Regions from separate parts of the Mus musculus genome. Here all the other regions are linked to region 3. The links are chromatin contacts, called in public Hi-C and HiChIP or PLAC-seq maps. All regions are on one chromosome and are shown on one strand. Each heading gives the region's core, a stretch centred on a gene start, on an enhancer-like site or on the middle of the called end of the contact. The rest is flanking DNA. Distances are from core to core; before and after follow the strand shown. Region 1 overlaps Scml4 (Scm polycomb group protein like 4). Region 2 has its middle 18 kb from the start of Scml4. Region 3 holds the start of Pdss2 (prenyl (solanesyl) diphosphate synthase, subunit 2). Region 4 overlaps Bend3 (BEN domain containing 3). Region 5 holds the start of Scml4 (Scm polycomb group protein like 4).

Evidence for each region. Hi-C and Micro-C count contacts between places; a contact is called where the count stands out from the background. HiChIP or PLAC-seq counts read pairs in DNA pulled down with a chosen protein or histone mark.
Region 1: an H3K4me3 HiChIP or PLAC-seq map of craniofacial prominence shows a contact between it and region 3, with 4 times the contacts expected there. The contact joins the enhancer-like site here to the promoter of Pdss2 in region 3. A contact is called at or near these places in 7 of 39 promoter capture datasets (the 3T3-L1 cell line, 3T3-L1-derived adipocytes, cranial neural crest and 3 more), 8 of 484 Hi-C or Micro-C datasets (cerebral cortex, cortical neurons, embryonic fibroblasts and 3 more) and 23 of 115 datasets of contacts at active chromatin or transcription factors (the SCID.adh cell line, acute myeloid leukemia, astrocytes and 15 more).
Region 2: a contact with region 3 is called in a Hi-C map of muscle stem cells, with 4 times the contacts expected there. The contact joins the enhancer-like site here to the promoter of Pdss2 in region 3. A contact is called at or near these places in 4 of 484 Hi-C or Micro-C datasets (muscle stem cells, myocytes, nephron progenitors and 1 more) and 4 of 115 datasets of contacts at active chromatin or transcription factors (the SCID.adh cell line, embryonic forebrain and embryonic stem cells).
Region 4: a contact with region 3 is called in an H3K27ac HiChIP or PLAC-seq map of differentiating embryonic stem cells, with 2.3 times the contacts expected there. The contact joins the enhancer-like site here to the promoter of Pdss2 in region 3. A contact is called at or near these places in 2 of 39 promoter capture datasets (3T3-L1-derived adipocytes and frontonasal cranial neural crest), 1 of 15 datasets of contacts at CTCF or cohesin (the NIH/3T3 cell line), 3 of 115 datasets of contacts at active chromatin or transcription factors (bone marrow-derived macrophages, differentiating embryonic stem cells and embryonic stem cells) and 1 of 9 other capture datasets (pancreatic islet).
Region 5: a Hi-C map of muscle stem cells shows a contact between it and region 3, with 2.5 times the contacts expected there. The contact joins the promoter of Scml4 here to the promoter of Pdss2 in region 3. A contact is called at or near these places in 2 of 484 Hi-C or Micro-C datasets (cerebral cortex and muscle stem cells), 3 of 115 datasets of contacts at active chromatin or transcription factors (effector CD8 T cells, embryonic stem cells and memory CD8 T cells) and 1 of 9 other capture datasets (adipose tissue).

What each region holds. Positions count from the first base shown.
Region 1 is chr10:42,949,864-42,953,502 of GRCm38.p6, reverse strand. All of the region lies in intron 7 of Scml4 (Scm polycomb group protein like 4), which reads right to left. Among named protein-coding and RNA genes, the nearest start is that of Gm5079, 39 kb to the left of the region's middle. Within about 2 kb of position 2,267, at least 110 of the 459 cell types and tissues checked have an H3K27ac peak or open chromatin away from gene starts, as enhancers often do. A contact at or near this core is called in craniofacial prominence, embryonic fibroblasts, embryonic limb bud and 2 more, where this site is marked.
Region 2 is chr10:42,840,708-42,844,408 of GRCm38.p6, reverse strand. No RefSeq gene overlaps it. Among named protein-coding and RNA genes, the nearest start is that of Scml4, 18 kb to the left of the region's middle. Within about 2 kb of position 1,833, at least 47 of the 459 cell types and tissues checked have an H3K27ac peak or open chromatin away from gene starts, as enhancers often do. A contact at or near this core is called in the SCID.adh cell line and muscle stem cells, where this site is marked.
Region 3 is chr10:43,219,726-43,223,213 of GRCm38.p6, reverse strand. Pdss2 (prenyl (solanesyl) diphosphate synthase, subunit 2) reads right to left here and starts at 1,728. Exons shown (of 8, transcript NM_027772.2): 1 at 1,154-1,728. The coding sequence starts at 1,452.
Region 4 is chr10:43,515,137-43,518,519 of GRCm38.p6, reverse strand. Bend3 (BEN domain containing 3) reads right to left here. Exons shown (of 4, transcript NM_199028.2): 4 at 3,103-3,383. Among named protein-coding and RNA genes, the nearest start is that of Mtres1, 24 kb to the left of the region's middle. Within about 2 kb of position 1,264, at least 52 of the 459 cell types and tissues checked have an H3K27ac peak or open chromatin away from gene starts, as enhancers often do. A contact at or near this core is called in differentiating embryonic stem cells and pancreatic islet, where this site is marked.
Region 5 is chr10:42,859,194-42,863,052 of GRCm38.p6, reverse strand. Scml4 (Scm polycomb group protein like 4) reads right to left here and starts at 2,541. Exons shown (of 9, transcript NM_172938.3): 1 at 2,200-2,541. Gm34006 (a long non-coding RNA gene) reads left to right here. Exons shown (of 3, transcript XR_380280.4): 3 at 397-647.

The DNA.
Region 1 (3,639 bases), core at 1,018-3,517, 270 kb after region 3:
AGTTTGGGAGCTTCCCCTGCTTGTCTTTTGACTGCAATGTGTCTTGGATCGTGGTAACATTCTCCAGCCGGAGAAGCTGCTATAGGTACTGAAGTGGGCAAGCACTGGGCCTTCTGGTCAACCTACCACAGGTGCTCTACAGAGTGAAAGAGGCTCCCTGCACATCCCTCAGGGCAAACTGTTTGCGATGGCTATTCTCAGTTGTCAACTTGACTGTATGTGGAATGAAGTACAATCCAGGAATGGAGGGCACACCTGTGATCCGGATCCTGAGGCAAGAAGACAATTTGCCTTTGATCCAGATCTTGAGAGAACATGAACACACGTGCATGCAAGCCCGGGGCCATCAGACCCCTTCATGACCACCAGGGCCATCCTTCTTGCTATCACCTACCTCTCCACCTGACCTTTATCTATCCTTCTTGAATGTGTCCCACATCCTTTGTAGTACAATCACCTGCCTACCTTTTATATTATATTATATTTTATATTTATATTTTAATATAACTCCTTAAGAATCCGCCGATGTCTATTTTACAATCATGTATCAAGCTCTTTCCACGTCTTAGTCTTGTGTAAGGTGTTTGGTGAACAATACAACCCAAGTCCTCTCATTACCAGGGTCATATATTATATTGACCCCCTCCACAGCTGAGCAGAGAATAAATATTCTTGATATTGATGACTGTGAGATGGATCGATATGCTTTGTAAAAGAGGCTAGCTTTGTGTGAGAGATCCTTGCCACCACTTCCAGGCTAGAAAAAAAAAAAAAAAGCCAGGATTCTGAACAAAAAGCAACTGCCCTACAGGAAAATTCTAGGAGCTAAGAAGCCGGTGCCTGTCAACCTTCCCTAAGTCTTAAGACAACAGTTTTCGTCTGTGCTCCCCTTCCTGCTCTTGATAGACCTGGGAAGATTCATGTCTGCACTTGTCCTAGTTGAGAACTAGATTTCATTTGAGTTTTGCTTTGTTTTTCCCTGATTTTTTTCCTTGTTGGACATGGAAGGGTCCTATGAGGTGGTGTGGCACCAGGCATCTCACTGAGGAACTGGAGCTTTTGGAACATGGATGCCCACTAGTGAAAGATGATTTTTAGTCCATTTAAAGACATCTGCACTCAACGTGGGGCTGAAGAAGCACAGAAATCACATCTGTCTTCGAGGCCCGCCCACAGGAGCATGGCTGTTAATCAGGGTGGTAATAGATGTCCGGACTACAAAGGCGGGAAGTCTTTAGTCCAAGAATGATTCTGCAGGGATGAGAGTGGAGGTCAAATCTAATTTCCTATACTTGGCAGGAAGGAGGGGAAGTCCGGCCCACTGATAAGATCCTGCCCAGGGTCAGGCCGCCCTTTGAGCGAGGTCAGGAACAGCAGACGCTGACTACAGCACAAGAGAGGGCTCCTGGTCATCTTTGAGGAGAGTGTTCTCAGTGATGGCTGTAAAGACTCTTGGAGCACTGAGGCAAGTACTATCTGTGCTTGGGACTTGGTACCAGCTGTGGGCATTTCCCCTTTTACAGGATGGTGGAAGAACAGCCAGACTGGCTCATGGGTGTTTCTGAGGGGCCTTTCAGTCACACTAGGCAGGGCAGCTGGTAAGCTAAGTCACACCTCGGCAGTTGCTCCTGGTCCAAAGCATGTACATTTGCTCCAGAGAAGGGCAATGGAACGTTCCAGCGGTGGGTTTGCAAAGCTGGTGCAGGTGTGTGCTCACAGAGAAAAGTCAACACACCACTGGCTCCCCGCTCCAGCCAGCTGCTGAGGAAGGTGTCAGGAAGACAGATGGGTCCAGTCCAATACAGGAAGGGGCTGCAGGCAGACATGACAGATGAACGAGATTGGATGTATTGAACAAGTCTTGCTCCTGTGCGGACGGAGCGTGCAAAGCACTCGCCGTCCACAGCACTAGGGAAGCTGTGCTTGGTCATGTTGCTCCCCGTGGGCTGTTAAACCGTGAAAAGTGAGACCCGGTGGTGAATGGGTACATAATTAAATCTTGTTGCTCCTGAAGGTGAATTCACAGTTAGCAGAAAAAGAGACCACCGACTGACTCCGTGCTGAAAAGCAATCCCGCTGGCGCCTTCTGAAGCATGGTGCTCAGACCACATCTGCAAATCTCTTTCCCTCTCACGCATCCCCACGAGCACACACATAATTGCCTTTCGCTCATTCATAATTCAGGAGAAACTTTAGCTAACAGAGTGGGAGAGTAGAACAAGGGAGTGGTAAGCCAGGATGAGTCAGGAGTCAGAAATTCCTACCTCCTACAGCTGTGCACTTCTCCAGAGTGTGGTGTGTATGTGTGTGTGTGTTCCCTCCAACCTCAGGCACCACATGACCCAGTGCACAGACTGCTGTGCAGACTGCTGACAATAAGTAACACTTCTGAAGGCCTCAGGTGTGTGTCCAAGGCTATGCAGAGTGTGAGGTGCCCAGGCTAGCCCACATCACAGTCTAAGCAGTCTAATCTGTTTTGAAACCGAGTTGTTTTACATTCTTTCAGTTCCAGCTTTTAAGATACTACGAGGCGACAGAGACCAGAGAGGAAAAACCCTGATCCTTCCTTAGATTCTAATCAGATTTTTTTTGTCTATTTGTTTTGTTTTTTATTAATCCTTCAAGACAAGCTGACCTGCCAACAGGACAGAAGATGTCCCTAGGGGCCAGCAAGCCAGGTTGGGCTGCATTCCTTCTCAGCCAGAAACTGACACTGTTAGCCCCGACCTGCTTCCCATGAAGCAATGTGATCTCCACCAGGAGCCTCTAAACACCTGTCCTTCAAAACGCTCAAATGTCAAATCTCATTTCAGTAGATCCCATTTCAGGACACTGGAGCCTTTCCTGACTCCCAGGATGAGGAGGTCGCTCAGCCCCTCCCCTTCCAGCACTGTCCCGCAGCCCCTCCCCTCCAACACTGTCCTGCAGCCCCTCCCCTTCCAGCACTGTCCCGCAGCCCCTCCCCTTCCAGCCCCTCCCTTCCAGCACTGTCCCGCAGCCCCTCCCCTTCCAGCACTGTCCCGCAGCCCCTCCCCTTCCAGCACTGTCCTGCAGCCCCTCCCCTTCCAGCCCCTCCCCTTCCAGCCCCGTCACACAGGCCACACTTTTCCACCTCCAACAGTAATCACAGTAACGTCCTGAGGTCTCTCTGGAATGGGATCCTTCTGCCTTGTTCACAGCTCCACCCTCAGCCCTGAGAAGAGCCCTGCTGAGGAAAAAGCCCTGCTGAAGTACTCAGTGGACATCTGCAGACCAGAACACCCCAGTCTCTAGTTGTCTACAAGTAAAAGCAGCAAGGATCAAACAGGACAAGGTTGTAAAGGTCAGAGTTAGCTCCAAAGCTAGGCAGTGTACTTCTATGGTGTTCAATAAATATCCAGTAGTTTTAGTTCCCTAAATCCCACCACCAGCGGGCGGCTCATCCCCTAAGGGCTCAGAAATGTGTGGTTTACAATCACTATAACCAAAGCCCCACCAGCCTGACATGGACACCCCCAAACCATTCACTGGTCGCCTGCATCATCCCGGCCCCCTCTCCTGTCTCCCCACAATGAAGAAGCCCTTTCTCCCCTCTGCAGATCCCAGCCCTCATATGAGGCCCCCATCCCCACGCTTTCTCTAGCAGAATTGTCTCCGGTA
Region 2 (3,701 bases), core at 584-3,083, 380 kb after region 3:
AGAAAGAGCCAGGCTTCCCACTGCTTTACCTTAAGATACACAGCTTGCAGGACTCTAAATCTCTGCTGTTTAAGGACACACCATTTGAGAGACCCTGTTACAGCAGCCTCACATACTAGCATATCTAGCTTCCGGATTGCCAAGGCCAGATTGTTCAGGGGGAAACACCATGACTCCAAACAACTTGAAGAGGAAGGGGTTTATTTCAGCTTATAGGTCTACCTCACAGACCATCTCTGAGGGAAATCAGGGCAGGAACCTGGAGGCAGGAGCTGATACAGAGGACATGGCAGGATGCTGCTTACTGGCTTGCTCCCTGTGGCTTGCTCAACCTGCTTTCTTATAGAACCCAGGACCACCAGCCCAAGGGTGGTACCACCCACAATGGGCTGGGCTCTCTCACAACAGTCATTTATCAAAAGAAAAACACAAAAAGGAGTCGCAGCCTTCCCCACAGGCCCATCTGTTAGGTGTACTTTCTCACCTGAGGTTTTTCTCTCCCCAAATTCCAGTGTATCTTATATAAATTTGACATGAAACGAACTTGCATGAAGGTCGTGACCACAGAAGCAAGTATCTATGGCAGAGCCAGTCTCATCTCAGATGGGACCCTACAGAGGGGTGAGAGAGGAGCTATGCACAGGGCAACCAGTGTTACTGGGATCCTTGAAGAGATCTGCCCCATTACACTGGGCTGAGTCTGTCCCAAATGCCATGTAATGGACACAGAGTTCTGTGCACCACTCACTGGGTGTGAACTCAGTGTCCAGATGTGAAGTTCCCAGAAGGCTCTTGGCTCAGGGCTGGTAGAGGTGAAATGAGGACAGTCATATTCCTGCCCAGTGGGACAGTTCCTGTGTGGCTCAGAGCCCAGTGCAGAAGCAAATGCCCTGAAATAGCAAAACACAGATTTGCACAATTAAAACGTTATTATACAAATTATTAAGGTCCCCAAGAAGGAAACAGGCCATAGGCATCAAGAGCCACAATTTTTGCTGATTAAAATAATTAAGATGGTTCGTTTCTTTTCTCTTCCTTTTAATCAGTGAAAGAGTTGGCGATGTGAGAGGAGCCAATGCCACAGGGCAGAGCTGTACCACAGCTTCCTGTAACAGAGAGAAGGCTTTTAAGAAAACTTACAAGCCTTCATGCCTACTTTGCCTCAGCCCCAACCCTTCCCTGCCTGCCTCCACCAAAACTCATTCCTATCCAGGAAAAACAAAAACAAACAAACAAACAAACAAAAAACCAACAAAAAAACAGTGGATTCAAAGTTGAATTTGCTTATCAGAAAAATAAGGAATTTCTTTTTGTGTTATTATATGTCTCAGATACTTCATGGGATATACATGACAAAAATTAATTTGTTGTTTATCTGAAATTCACATTTAATTGAGTATCCTTTTGTAAAACCTTAATCTTCGTCGCACAGTAAGTTCTAGACAGAGCTGTAGATAAGTGTGATGGGGTGCCTGTAAGGATAGAATTTGCAGCATGGCCAGGTGACCTTTGAGTCCTTCTCCAGGGCCCCAAGGCCCTGCTCTTCAGAAGCTGTGAAGGTAGCTGTCCACTCCCACCTTAGGAGGACGAGGTTGGCGCTATCCACCTCAGCCGAAAAGAGAAGGAACAGCGACTGTCATCAGCTCCCAGAGAGCCTTGAAGAAGCAGCTGGCTCTAGGGTGGGAGATAGTCGGAACCAGCCCTGTAAAACTAGATGGGTCAAGCCACCCTGAACTCCAGAGGGGCTGCCGCAGGAACATAGCTGGGAGGAGTCCTGGAAATAGAGGACAGCACTGTGGGACTCAGGGCATGGGCCAGGTACCCTGAGCATCCAGCAACCCTCCTCAGCTACCTCGCGCCCCCTGGCGGCCATAGCTAGTCAAGCATGTACGCGTTCCTGATCCCAAAATCCAGCAAGGGAGAGGGGGGTCCCCAGGGAACAGTGCTTCCTCAGTGGCCACTGATCTGAAAGTATCACTTTCAGTGTCACTTTGCAGTGACTACCACCGCAAGTTGCTCACGGCATCTGCCCTGTCCTCAGTTCCTGCTGCAAATGAAGCCTCTGGCTGGATGTCCCAGGAGAGATTACAACCTTGTCTAAGGACATCTTTGCCAAATGAAGTCTGCTCTAGTGAGGTCAAGGCAGCCTAGTTAGTGTCTTCAGACCCCACCACATGACCCCCTGGGCGGAACAGGATGGTTCTGTCTCTTCAAATAGGCTTAAGTGGTGGGGAGGTAGCCAGTGGTAAAGCATATTCAGCTCACATGAGGTTTCTGTCATTGACATCTCAAATATAGAGCTTGTTTGAAAGGTGTAAACAGGACGAGAGTGACAGCCCAGCAGTTAAGAGCACTCACTGCTCTTTCAGAGGATCTGGTTCCGTTCCCAGCCCACAACTGTCTGTAACTCCAATTCCAGGTGGAGCCGGGCCACAGCACCCTCTTCTGGCCTCCGTGGGCATTACACCACGTGGCTCACTATCTCACAGGCAAAATATATACATCAGGTGAAAAAAAATTAAGGTGCAAGTAAAAGACTGTACACCGAGAATGTCTTCCTCATCCCCCGAGCGCAGCACTTCCCAGCTCGGCTTGCTGACTCAAACAAAAGGACGGAAACCTGCGCTCTCAGTTGACGTCAGCAGCTTCAGCCTCATGGCCCTTCCATAAGTCTCTAGACCAAGCAGCCCTCCAGTAGGAGGTGTCCTGAGTGCGAAGCCAGAGTTGCCTCAGCTCCTCCTGTGCCCCAGGCTGTTAAAGGGCGGAGGCAGCCAGCACTGTGTTCACGGGACTGATTTTCTTCGTCAGTTTTGCTATGATTATCTGTCTGGATTTTACCCAAATGCTTCTGAGATGTTGCTATGAGGTGGGGCTTTTTGTTTGTTTTTGTTTTTGTTTGTTTGTTTGTTTTGGTTTTTAAGGGCAATGATGTTTAAACCACTAGATCAAGTCAAGCAGATTACCCACCTTCCTGGCCTCATCCAATCAGGTGAACGCCTTAAGGAAGTGGCTCATTCTTTCCTGAGGAAGGAATCCTGCCATTAGATGCCTTTTGACTCCAGACTGAAGAGCCACTCTCCTGGGGCTCCAGACTGCCAGGCTATCAAGGATATTCCAGACTAGCTGTATTTCATGTGTTTTGTATATGATAGGATCTGTGATCTTTTGGGGGGTTTTGGAGACAGGGTTTCTCTGTGTAGTCCTGTCTGGCTTTGAACTCAGAGATCTGCCCAAGTGTTGGGATCAAAGGCATGTGTCACTATTCCTGCCGTTTTTATTTTCAGAAATGGTCTCACACTGTAACCCAGGCAGGCCTTGGACTTGAAGCAGTTTACATGTGCTGTGGTGAACATGTGGAGTGCTGCGAGCCTGTGCTTTAACCAGCCTCTGCCCACGGACGTGTATGAGGGGGGAAGAGAGGGATTGTTGTGTGAAATGATACATTCCTCCGCCCCTGGAGAGAGGGGGACGTTCAGGACACTCAAGGAATGTATGGGGCTCACAGGGCTGAGGCTACATAAGCAGTAGATAGTGGGGGGCTCTTGGGGAGACAGCTGCCTACAAGTTGTGCAGGACCCTCCAAGGACACAACTTTCATCCGTCCTCACCTGTACCAGGTGGGCTTTGAGGGAAATGCAACCACCCAAGTCGTCCTCGCTTCTGTATGTCACCCTTCATGCATGTTCCTATAAGTGCCCCCT
Region 3 (3,488 bases), core at 479-2,978:
CCAGATTGGCCATACTGATTTACATACATGCCAAATTTAGTTTTTCTGTTTCTTCACCAGGATGTCCTTCTGTAAATCTGTATTTCATTCCTCTTAACTTTGTGACAGATCTCATAGTAATGTAAATCTGCAATTCTCCTATGGCTAGTGGTTTTGAACATTCATAAGCCCACCTGCCATCTTTTTGTCCAGCTCTTGTTTGCTTTTTCACTTTTGAGTTTGAGAAGGAGTTTCTTGTTTAGCACTGAATTTGCTGGTTTAGCTAGACGAAATGTCCATCACACTGCAGAGATCTCCAGTTTTCACATCCTCAGTACTGGTATGAAAAACCTCCACTTTTGTTGCTGGCGATCCAAACCAGGTTGTAGGACTTGTTCAACAAGTACTTTGGCAAAGACATCTCCCCTAATCCTCTTTGTACTAGTTTTATTCTCATAACTTTTCTGTGTGCTTGAAATAAACTACGAAACATGAGGTATGAGTTGTTTTTTAAGTGATAAATTTTTTTTTAAACCCTAGTGACAAGTTTAACACTAGTCTGGCATTAAGTGGTAAAAGCGTCAGAGGAAACTGACTTCAATCTAGATAGTCCAATACCTGGATATTTGGGGGTTTTTTTGTTTGTTTGTTTTTTGAAACAGGGTTTCTCTGTGTAGCCCTGGCTGTCCTCGAACTCAGAAATCCGCCTGCCTCTGCCTCCCAAGTGCTGGGATTAAAGGCGTGCGCCACCACTGCCCGGAGCTGTCTATTCTGCCTGTCTCTCTTGTCTTAATCTTTCTGTAGGTAAACAGCTTAACTTGCTCTGTAGACCAGGCTGGCCTTGAACTCAGAGATCGCACTGCCTTTGCCTCCCAAGCTCTGGGATTAAAGGCATGCACCACCATTGCCCGGCTCTATTCCATTTTTAAAATACCACTTCTTGACTGTGACTAAATAAGTATACATCTCTGATACCTTGACAAGCCATGAAGCATCTGCATCTCTAAAAGTGAAGAGAAACTGTAAAACACGTTCAAGTTTTTCTTTTACGAAAACCATTTATCCTGGGCCAAGTAGAAGAATGTTAAAGGGACACCAAAGAATACCTTAAAAGTTCAAAAGAAAGTTAGAATCAAGGAACTGGCCAGACCCAGAGTTACCATGGGTCGCTCACCTGGCAGTGGTAAGCAGAGGGTGTCCCGTCCCCACCAGCTTCCGCACCTGCATGGCGATATTGCTGAGCTCGTCGCTCAGCAGGCAGCGCAGGCTCATGAAGGATGCGGGGTAGCCCACGATCTTCTCCGCCTCGGACACCACCTGGTTCCAATGGGCCGGTGACCTGGAGGAGCGCCCGCGCCAGGAGCCCGCCGAGGAGATGCTGTCGAGGGATCTGAAGTACCACCAGTGGCGACTGGGGGGACCTGAAGCCCCGAGGTAACCGGACAAGCGCAACAGCAGCTGCCGGAGGCTCATAGTTTTGAGTCTGAGAGGGTCGGGGACCTGAGGAAGGTGGCCAGAAATGACACGGGAAGCAAACAAGGGCTGAGGAGAAACTTTCAGAATCTAACAGGAGACGGCGATTCCAAACCCTCAGAGAAGTATGGCTTTCTGGAGCCGTAACCAGGAATAACGTTTGCTGCTTCTGCAGCGCAGACTGGCGTAACCCCAGCGGCTGCTCAGAACTGCACTGGATACCTGCGCTGGTAACCACAGCCAGTGCCTACATGGGGGGCGCCATGTTGGAGGCATGAAATGCGGCCTGCCGTAAAGATAGGGGCGGGCTGATGAGCGGCAAAGAGTGCTCTTTACTTTACGGCACAGCTGGGACCTCCCCACTAAGGGGCGGACCCTCAGTGATGACCGGAAGGCGAGAGATGGAAGGGAGCCTGTGCCCCAGGACGTCGGTGTCCGCCCTTTGGCACCCCGCTAGCCCTGGATCTAGGCGCTCTCGGGGTCTCTGCAGCGTTTCTCCCGGCCCAACGCAGAGTGAAGCTTATGTAAATAAATGTCTGTATCGTGGGTCCGCGGCGAGATCGTAGGCCCGTGGCGCAGGCTCGTCCGGAAGCCTTTTGCTCCTGGGCGCCTTAGGCCCTTGGTGGGGGCCGCGGACCCGGGAGGGCGGCCCCGCTAGCTGGGCGACGACGTCTCCTCCGCGGCCCCCCCAGAGCTGGAACGCAAGTGGATCGGTGAGGCTGAGCCCTGCTTCCCTCAGCTTCCTGGCCGAAGTGCCAGGATTTCTGTGAAAAATCCAGAAAATAAGGATGCTGTGAGAATGGAATGAAACGTCGCTTGCTCCGGGACTGAAAATTCACTGGCATGAGTGCATTTCACATATTAGCTCACTTAATCTTTTGTTGAGTTTTAAAGATAATACTATTCCCCGGATTTTAGGGGGGATGGGGGGGAACGGAATGAGGCACAGCCAAATTGTAAGTTGTTATGGTCACATTAAGCAAAATGTGAACCTAGAGGATCTGGTATCTTTTTTTCTCCTCTCCTTTGGGTACTAGGGATAGAGGCCAGGCCTCATGCAGTAATGCTAGGCTAGTGCTCTACTTCGGAACCACATACCCGACCTAACAATTTGGTTATTTGAATACATACTCTTAACCACAACATTAAGTAATATGTTACCAAAAATTCTTTCTCATTGCTAAAGTAAAATTGTCAGTGTGACGACGCTTTCAGTGTTGGATGGAACGTTTTTTTTTTCCCCTAGGCCACAGTGGCCTGAGACTTCTTACTGTGTAGCAAACTGACCTGTAACTTCTTGACCCCATCCACCTCTCAAGTCCTGGGATTACAGACGAGGGCCAGAGGGCCACTCTGCTCTTCGGGTGCCACCTATTCAAGCACGTCTAGCATCTTGCCCTTTCTAATTAGACAAAACAAGTGTTGAAGTCCTTGTTAATCATAAAAAAATTAAAAATTACAAAACCTTAAATTCAATCCCTTGGGAAGAAAAAAGTAACATTAAGATCAGTAATATAAAAATAATAAACGACTTGTTACCTACATTTTACACTCAGGAATGGTTTTTAAAATTCATGTGAGCTTTCAAAATTCATAGTTGGTATTTTTTAAGCTCACATTATGTAAATGAACTAGAAAAACAAAGAGAAATTGTTCACACAAGATGCTTTTAGCCACAGAAGGTTTAGCGGCAAACTCCCTTTGAGTGCCAAGTCTCCTGTGATTTAAAGATTCTGTTTTTGAGCCAGGAATGGTGGTGCTTACAAGCACTCAGGAGGCAGAGGCAGAAGGATCTCTAGGTTCAAGAGCAGCCTGGTCTACATAGCCAGTTCTAGGCTAGCCAGGGCTCCAGAGTGAGGGCTCCATAGATAAAACAGCATATTAATTAAAGGTGAATTATATTTAAAAACAGTCTCCCCATAAGGGAGTTCCTATGTAAGATTCCTAGCAATAAAATCCAAGTATACTACTATGTAAAAATAAATGTAAAAGGTGAAATATTTTATCATTCTAAAGAGTTCTAAGACCTAAGCTGG
Region 4 (3,383 bases), core at 15-2,514, 300 kb before region 3:
CCCCCCCAGAGCAACAGCTGTTAAACATTTACCAACACCCATGAGAGGTTTTCCTTATGAAGCACCTTGGCCCACGGTCCCCTCACTCGGTCCTTCTGAGGCCCTCTTCCCCCCACCCCCCAACTTCGCTACACATTTCCAACTCATCTTCTCCTACTCGGACAAGGTATCATTTTGCCTGTATGCATTTTTGTGGAATGCATTTCACTGTTTTGCTTAAAGTTATTTTATAGCTTTATTATAGATCTCATCGCATGCTCTTTCCCTTGCTGTGTCTTGAGTTCTGTCTAATCCATTGCCTCACACTGTTGCCTCAAAGTGCATCGTCCCACATTTCTCCAGCTTTCTTTCAGAGGCACACCGTCCCAGGCTATTTCCCACAGGTAACACTCTTGCTTTCTCCATTACAATGGTTCTGTTGGCTGCCTTCCCGTGGGCACTACTTCAAGACTCATTACCTTACTCCACCTCCCTGGCATGAGCCAGCTTTCTCATTTGTTGCCAGTATAATCTCTAGCTCCCAGCAGCCCTCTGCCCCTTTTAACTTTCTGACTCATGATCCCTGGCCTCAGCCTCCCAAGTATTAGGATTACTGGCAAGCACCAACACTGAGACTATCTCCCCAAGTCAGACAAGAGAAAGATTGCAGCCAGGGCAAACAAGAGTTTTCTAAAATGAACGTGTTCTTTCGAGGTTCTTAAAGAGAGGCATTACTTGTTTCTGAAATCAAAGTCACTATTAAACAATATATAACCTATCAACATTGGGGTGGGGGGCACTGGGCAGTGGTGGCACACACCATTAATCTCAACACTCAGGAGGCAAAGGCAGGCAGATCTCTGCAATCGAGGCCAGCCTAGTCCACAGAGGGAGTTCTAGGACAGCCAGGGCTACATAAAGAAACCCTGTCCTAGGGAAAATCTCTTAGTTCTTGATTCTGAAGCAGAGAAATCAAAGGTTGAAATGCCAACTTTGAGCAATGTATTACCACTGACGGCCACAGGCCTTATGCATACGGGAGTGCATCATCTCTGTTGGCACCAAGACTTCAGCTTGTCAAAACCAAGGATGGAAACTCCTTATGCCTTGCAGCAGAAATAGCACACACTGACTCCCTGTCAGTGCTCAGTGTGTTTACCCACATCATTGCTGCCTGTGAGGATCAGGGGGGTCAGGAAAGCCCGTAGTCCTGCGGCTGTGCCTCAGGCCAGGGCCCAGTTTCATTAATACCTGCAGCAGCTTGGCTGCCTTCTGCACAGGGAGCAGCCAAGGTCCAATCTGGCCCCACCCACGCACATCTTGCAAATCAGCTTCAGGCAAGACCTGTCAGGTCTGTGCTAAGTCAGGACCTTCCCGCCAGGTTGCAATGGGCTGCTTAACTAGTAACTCATGGGGGCAGGACTAGTCAGAGCTATGGAGCAGGCCCAGGAGCTCTGGCCATCCAAAGACATCTGCTGAGTGGAGGCAGCAGGGCCTCTTACTGCATTCATCCCCTTGTCATCTGAGACCTTAGCCTCTAAGCAGCACTCTGGCCTTTGCTTCCCAAACGCTTGGATAACAGACAGAGCCACCAAGCCAAGGTCCTCGCTCAGCGTGCTCAGTCTTCCCTGGCTTCCGCTCTCGTCAGCCTTTCCCTGACTATAAAACCCGACTTCCTCTTATCCTATTTTTTGAAACAAAATTTTCAAGTCTAGAAATGAAAATTAAGCCAATTAAAAATTTAAATTGAGCTTGTAGTCCTGGAGTCCTGGAGGTGGAGTCAGTTTAAGCTTACCCTCTGCTGTATGTAAGACCTTGTCTCAATAAAACCAGTAAAGTGGTGGTGCACATCTTAAAAAAAAGAAATCCATCCATCCATCCATTCATCATGTGTGTCCATAGAGGTCAGAAGAGGGCATTGGATGGATCCTCTGGAAGAGCAGCCAGTGCTCTTCACTGCTGAGCTAGCTCTGTAGCCCCAGTGGCGCACATATCAATCCTAGTACCTGGTCAGGAGGATCTGAATTTGAAGCCAGACTGATCTAGTGCATTCCAGGCCACTCAATCTGTCTCAAAAATACAAAAACCAAACCAAACAACGCCCCCTCCCCAAGCCATCCTGATGCTAACTTATAAAGAACCTGCCTCTTCCCACCGGCCAAGACAACCTCTCTAAACTAAGGCTGTGAAGTGGTTGGAATACGCCTGGCCCAGGGAATGGCACTATGAGGCAGTGTGGCCTTGTTGGAGTGTGTGGCTGTGGGGGTGGGCTTTGAGACCCTCCTCCTAGCCACCTAGGAAAGTCTGCTCCTGACTTCCTTTGGATGAAGATGTAGAACTCTCAGCTCCTCCAGAACTGTGTCTACCTGGATGCTGCCATCCCCCTGCCTTGATTAATAATGGACCGAACCTCTGAACCCGTAAGCCAGCCCAATGTTGTCCTTAAAAGTTCTTGGCCATGGTGTCATTTCACAGCAATGGAAACCCAAAGACAGCTTGTTACAAAGCAGAAAAATGCATGCAGTAGAAGATTGCACTTAATTCAACGCCTCCCCCCCCATGCCTTACATTTTAATGGGTGTTTGGCCTGCATGTATGTGTATGCCCTACCATATGTGTATGTGGTAGTCAAGTAGGTCAGAAGAGGGTGCTGGATCTCCTGGAACTGGAATTACAGATGGTGTCGAGCTGAGGATTGAACCTGGGTCCTCTAGAAGAGCAGCCAGTGCACCTAACCACGGGCCTCTCCAGCTTGACCATGCTACTTGTTAAAAGGTTGCTGATTTGTAACCAGCAGAGGGAAAACATGTATCTTTTTGTTACCAGGTTAGCTTTGAGAAACTACAACCCATGTGACACAGGGTGGAAATACTGGGGTCGAGGAAGTGATGTCCTGCTGGGACAGGCAGGGCTGGCACCAGGCCAGGAAGGAGATGGAAGAGTGCCTCAATTTGTGCTCTGTATACAAGTAGCACTGAAGGATGGAGTTGGTGAGTTCTGCCACTCGCCTATGACCAAAACCTTGCAAGCTGTACCCCACATCCAGGCACTGAAGTCCCCAAACAGGTGGACAGACAAATTCAGACACACTCTAAGTGGCCTAAAGAAATGAAGCGTTAAAGAGACCAGTTTTTCTATTTTTATATTTTATATAATTAATAAAACAGTGCTTGTATAAAAATTCACACAAAGTTGCTAGAGAGCATACAAGTTCCAAAACTGTCCTGGGTCTGTGGTACATTCAGTTTTCTAAGGGTGCACTCAGATCAGTGTAACAGGCAGACATGATGTGCTAGCTCATTCTCTTTGGTAAACCTATGCTCCTTACTTACTCCTCACAGTATCGCTCTGATATCCACTTTGTGCAGGGTCTGCGCTTCCTGGGATGTCAGACATTAAGGCTG
Region 5 (3,859 bases), core at 1,292-3,791, 360 kb after region 3:
AGCTGCTTGTTCTAAAGTGTGCGGCACAAGGGGTGTGTACATGTGTGTGTGGTATGCCCTTGGCTCCAGAAAAACTGCAGATAAGACCTAAGAAACACTCTGAATTTTGTGTTCCACACCCCGCTTTCCAACAGAAAAGCTATTCTTCAGTGAGCATTCCTTGTTATGTTTCCTTAAATTTATTGCAGTTAAGCATTCGAGATGTAACATTAAGATTAAAAGAAACAAATAAAAACTACTATGTTATGAAAGGTTTAAGGCAATCTGGTCATGATTTTCCAACCATCTAGTCAAAAAAATATTAAAACTTCTGTCTTTGTCCTTCAGGGTATTGTTCAAATTTTTATCACACGCAAGCAGTATTGAATATATTAAAAGTCCTTGGGTTTTTTTCAGTTGGCAAGATCAAAGCGGAGGAGCTGAGGTGACAACCTTTGAGTTTGGCTTGTTTCCTAGATCGCCTATGACCTCCAACCTTCAGCCCCACAACGAGAAGAGAAGCAGAAAGTGAAACTACTGTTGCTCTAGCAGAGAACAGCAGCCGCAGAAGAACTGTGCAGATGAAAGCCGAGCTTGCCCGCTCGTTCTTCCTGTCTCGTTATTGCTCATATATAGCTTTTAAGGAAATAAAAGTAATTTTGGTGACACGGGTAAGACATTTAAATGTGGTAAAACAACTAAGATTTGGGATTTTGTTGGATCTGTGTTTCCTCTTATGACACAAATCAGACAGGCAGATTTGGAGAAGGTTTCTACACACACACACAGTCACAATGTTAAGAGTGAGAGAAACACATTCATGTTTTAATAGTAGTTGACAGCTATATTTTAAAGGTAGACTGTAAAGCTACCAAGCGGCTTCTCTGCACGGGGCATCAATGTTTACATTTTAGCTGCATTTTGATGCTACGCAGTGCTAGTTTTCTAGGTAATTGCCACCCAGTAGCTGTTACTCAGATCGACTGAGCCACTTCTACCAAGCAACAAGCACACAAAATGTTCCATAAAATACTGTCTAAATCAGGCACCTTCTCCTCTACAGCCATCTCCATACTTCTACATGTTCTCCAGACATTCCGTTTTGTTTTGTTCTTAATGAGAAAAAAGTCTTGAGGAGGGAAAGACATCTATGTCTCTTACCCTTCAAAAAAAAATGTTCCTTAGTTGAGAAAGGAATTAAAAACATGGAACACACAACAACCACATCTGGATCACTTTTCAAGCATCCCAGCTACAAAGCCCCATTTCTCAGAGAGCTGCTGATGGTCCTAGCCCTCTTGAGAAATGTCATGACCCTAGAAAGACAACACAGCAAGCCGCCACCTCTGGCTTATTGTCGAAAATAACGGCAAGAACTTAGACTCAAGCGCATCAATGATGAGTGAAAACTGCTAACTCAGCAGCCATACCCACTGGTCCTGTCCATCCGCAGAGCAACCTGTAGACGACACCCGGGGCTGCAGGCAGAATGAGTGGAAGCTATTTGGGGTCACATAGGACTGTGTGAGGGGAGGAGGTGACTTTGTCTTTGAACTTGGGGAAACTCCAAACATTCCATACTAACCTGTTAGTTATTTCCTCCTAAAAAAACTAATAGCAGGAACTTGCAAACAATTAATACTCTCCTTATCTATGACTGGTACATCAGCAACCAACAAAAACACATGAAATATCCCATCTGCAGCATTCAACACAAGTAAATAAAATTCAATTTGAAAACAAATGCTTTGATGAGTGCTTATATCACAGCCAATTTTAATAATCAATTTTAGGTAAATATTTGTAACCTAATCCATACTACAAATTTTAAATTAATAATACAAAATAAGACAAAATTATTATTAGGAAAAAAACCATATTCATGTTTGAAATAATAAAAAATTTGCACATATTTACATATAGACTTAAAGAGAGGTTAAGTGTATACATGTCAAAAATGGTTATAAACTGTGTTTTTACTTTAAATCTCCCTTTGATATATAGTTAAAAAAAATCAAACATTATATTTTGCATGTTAGGATCCGAAGTTTACCCACCGGGCTCAGTAGTTTTAGCACCAGACACTCGTGCATTGCCAGAGAGGCAGGCATGCAAACCCTCCCAAATAAACTAAAGCAGGTAACCTGTTGTGCCGCCAGCCCAAAGAGAAGGAGCCATACAATGTACCACAGCACACCCGCCAGCATGCGTCTCCCTTACCTACAGCTTGGTCACAGAGCCCTGACCAGGGTGTTGCTTGCTGAGGTCTGGAGTGGTGGCTTAGAAGACAGGTGACTTCCTGCACACACACTGCGAGTATGGCACAAGCTATCTTCCACCCGTGTGCTACGCCTGCCTCACAGCTAGTCGCCAGCAGCCCAGCTCGCCGCCGCTGCAAACATCTCATTAGACTAATGCATTCAGTACAGGCAGAACACTCGATTTACCATAGCTACAGCAGTGAATTTCCATTACGATGACAGCTTCAACCACATCATGTCCGGAAAACCAGCCAACCGCTGGCTTCTAAAGAACACACACACATTTTACATGCAGAAAGCGAGGACTCTGTGTGTGTGTGTGTGTGTGTGTGTGTGTGTGTGTGTGTGTGTGTGTGTGTGTGTTATTTCTTTCCTCTGTACAGACAGACCAGCTAAGAGAAATACACAGCACAGCTTTTTGTGAACAGCAGCCGCCAGGTAATGATACTTCTGCTTCTTAGATAGTTACTTCCTTGTAAGAAACTGAATTATGTCACAATAGTCAGAATGGGTGTTTCCTGCATTTCAGTTTTCATTACCCCTCCTCCGTTGCCATAGAAACCAGACTGTAACATCATCTCTTTGTCCCAGTCTTGCAGCAGTGAGGGCCACACCAGGCTTATAAGACTGTTACGATCTGACAAGGCTAATGTTTGGCTTTGGGGGGAAAAGAAGAAGAAAGAAAGAACAATGGTATACCAACAGAAAGCCTGTGTGTTGTCAGAGGTGTGGACCTGTACTGATGACACACTGTGGCTGTACCTGTTAGCTCTAAAGCTGCCTATCCTACGTTTAATCCACATCTGTGTGTGCACATCTGGAAGTGTTTCTCCATGCCCAAACACTCTTGGGACCTGCCTGGGAAAGGGCTGCTGTCTCTCCTCCATACCCACTGCCTGTCCACTAAACCAGTTTACACCAGAGAAGGTGCCTTTTCTCCTCCCTTCTTTTTATAAAGTGAGTCGAGGTTTTCTGCTGCTGACTTGACTCATCTGGGGAAATGGGATGTGTCTCAAGTGTGTCTTATAAGATACCTGGTTTACAAATACAGGCTGTCTACCGGGTTTGCTTTTAGGGACAGGGAGCATGCTTGTAGCCAGGACTGACATTAAACTAATTTGGAAGGTCTGGGTCACAGCTTAGCCAGTTACTGAGTATGAAAAATTAAAAAGGACCTACAATTTGAATGCATATGTAGTGTGAAGTAAATTTGTCCCCTCAAATTAAATAGATACAGGAAATTGATGTTTTTTTTAAGTCAAAGCATTATCCTTACTAAGAAAGAAGGAATTCCCTGGGTGGCATGTGTCCTTTCTGCCTAGGTCCGCTGCCTGCCACAGCCCTGACTCCTCTGCCCCAAGGTGGTTCCCAGGCTGGCCGGGGCCTGGCCCAGCTTGGATGGCAGTCTCCATTCCTACCAAGTGCCATAAAGAGTCAAAAATTTGTACCAACAGTGTAGTATGTGTCCCCTTTGACATCCAAGGGAATCAAAGGCTGATTAGTGAAACAAGATTGGCCCATAGAAGCTCTCAATAAATTTCTATTTTATGAAAGATACAGACAGTTTGGCCCAAGTAGAAATTATTAGGGTTATGGGACTGGCTTTGGACTGAAATTCA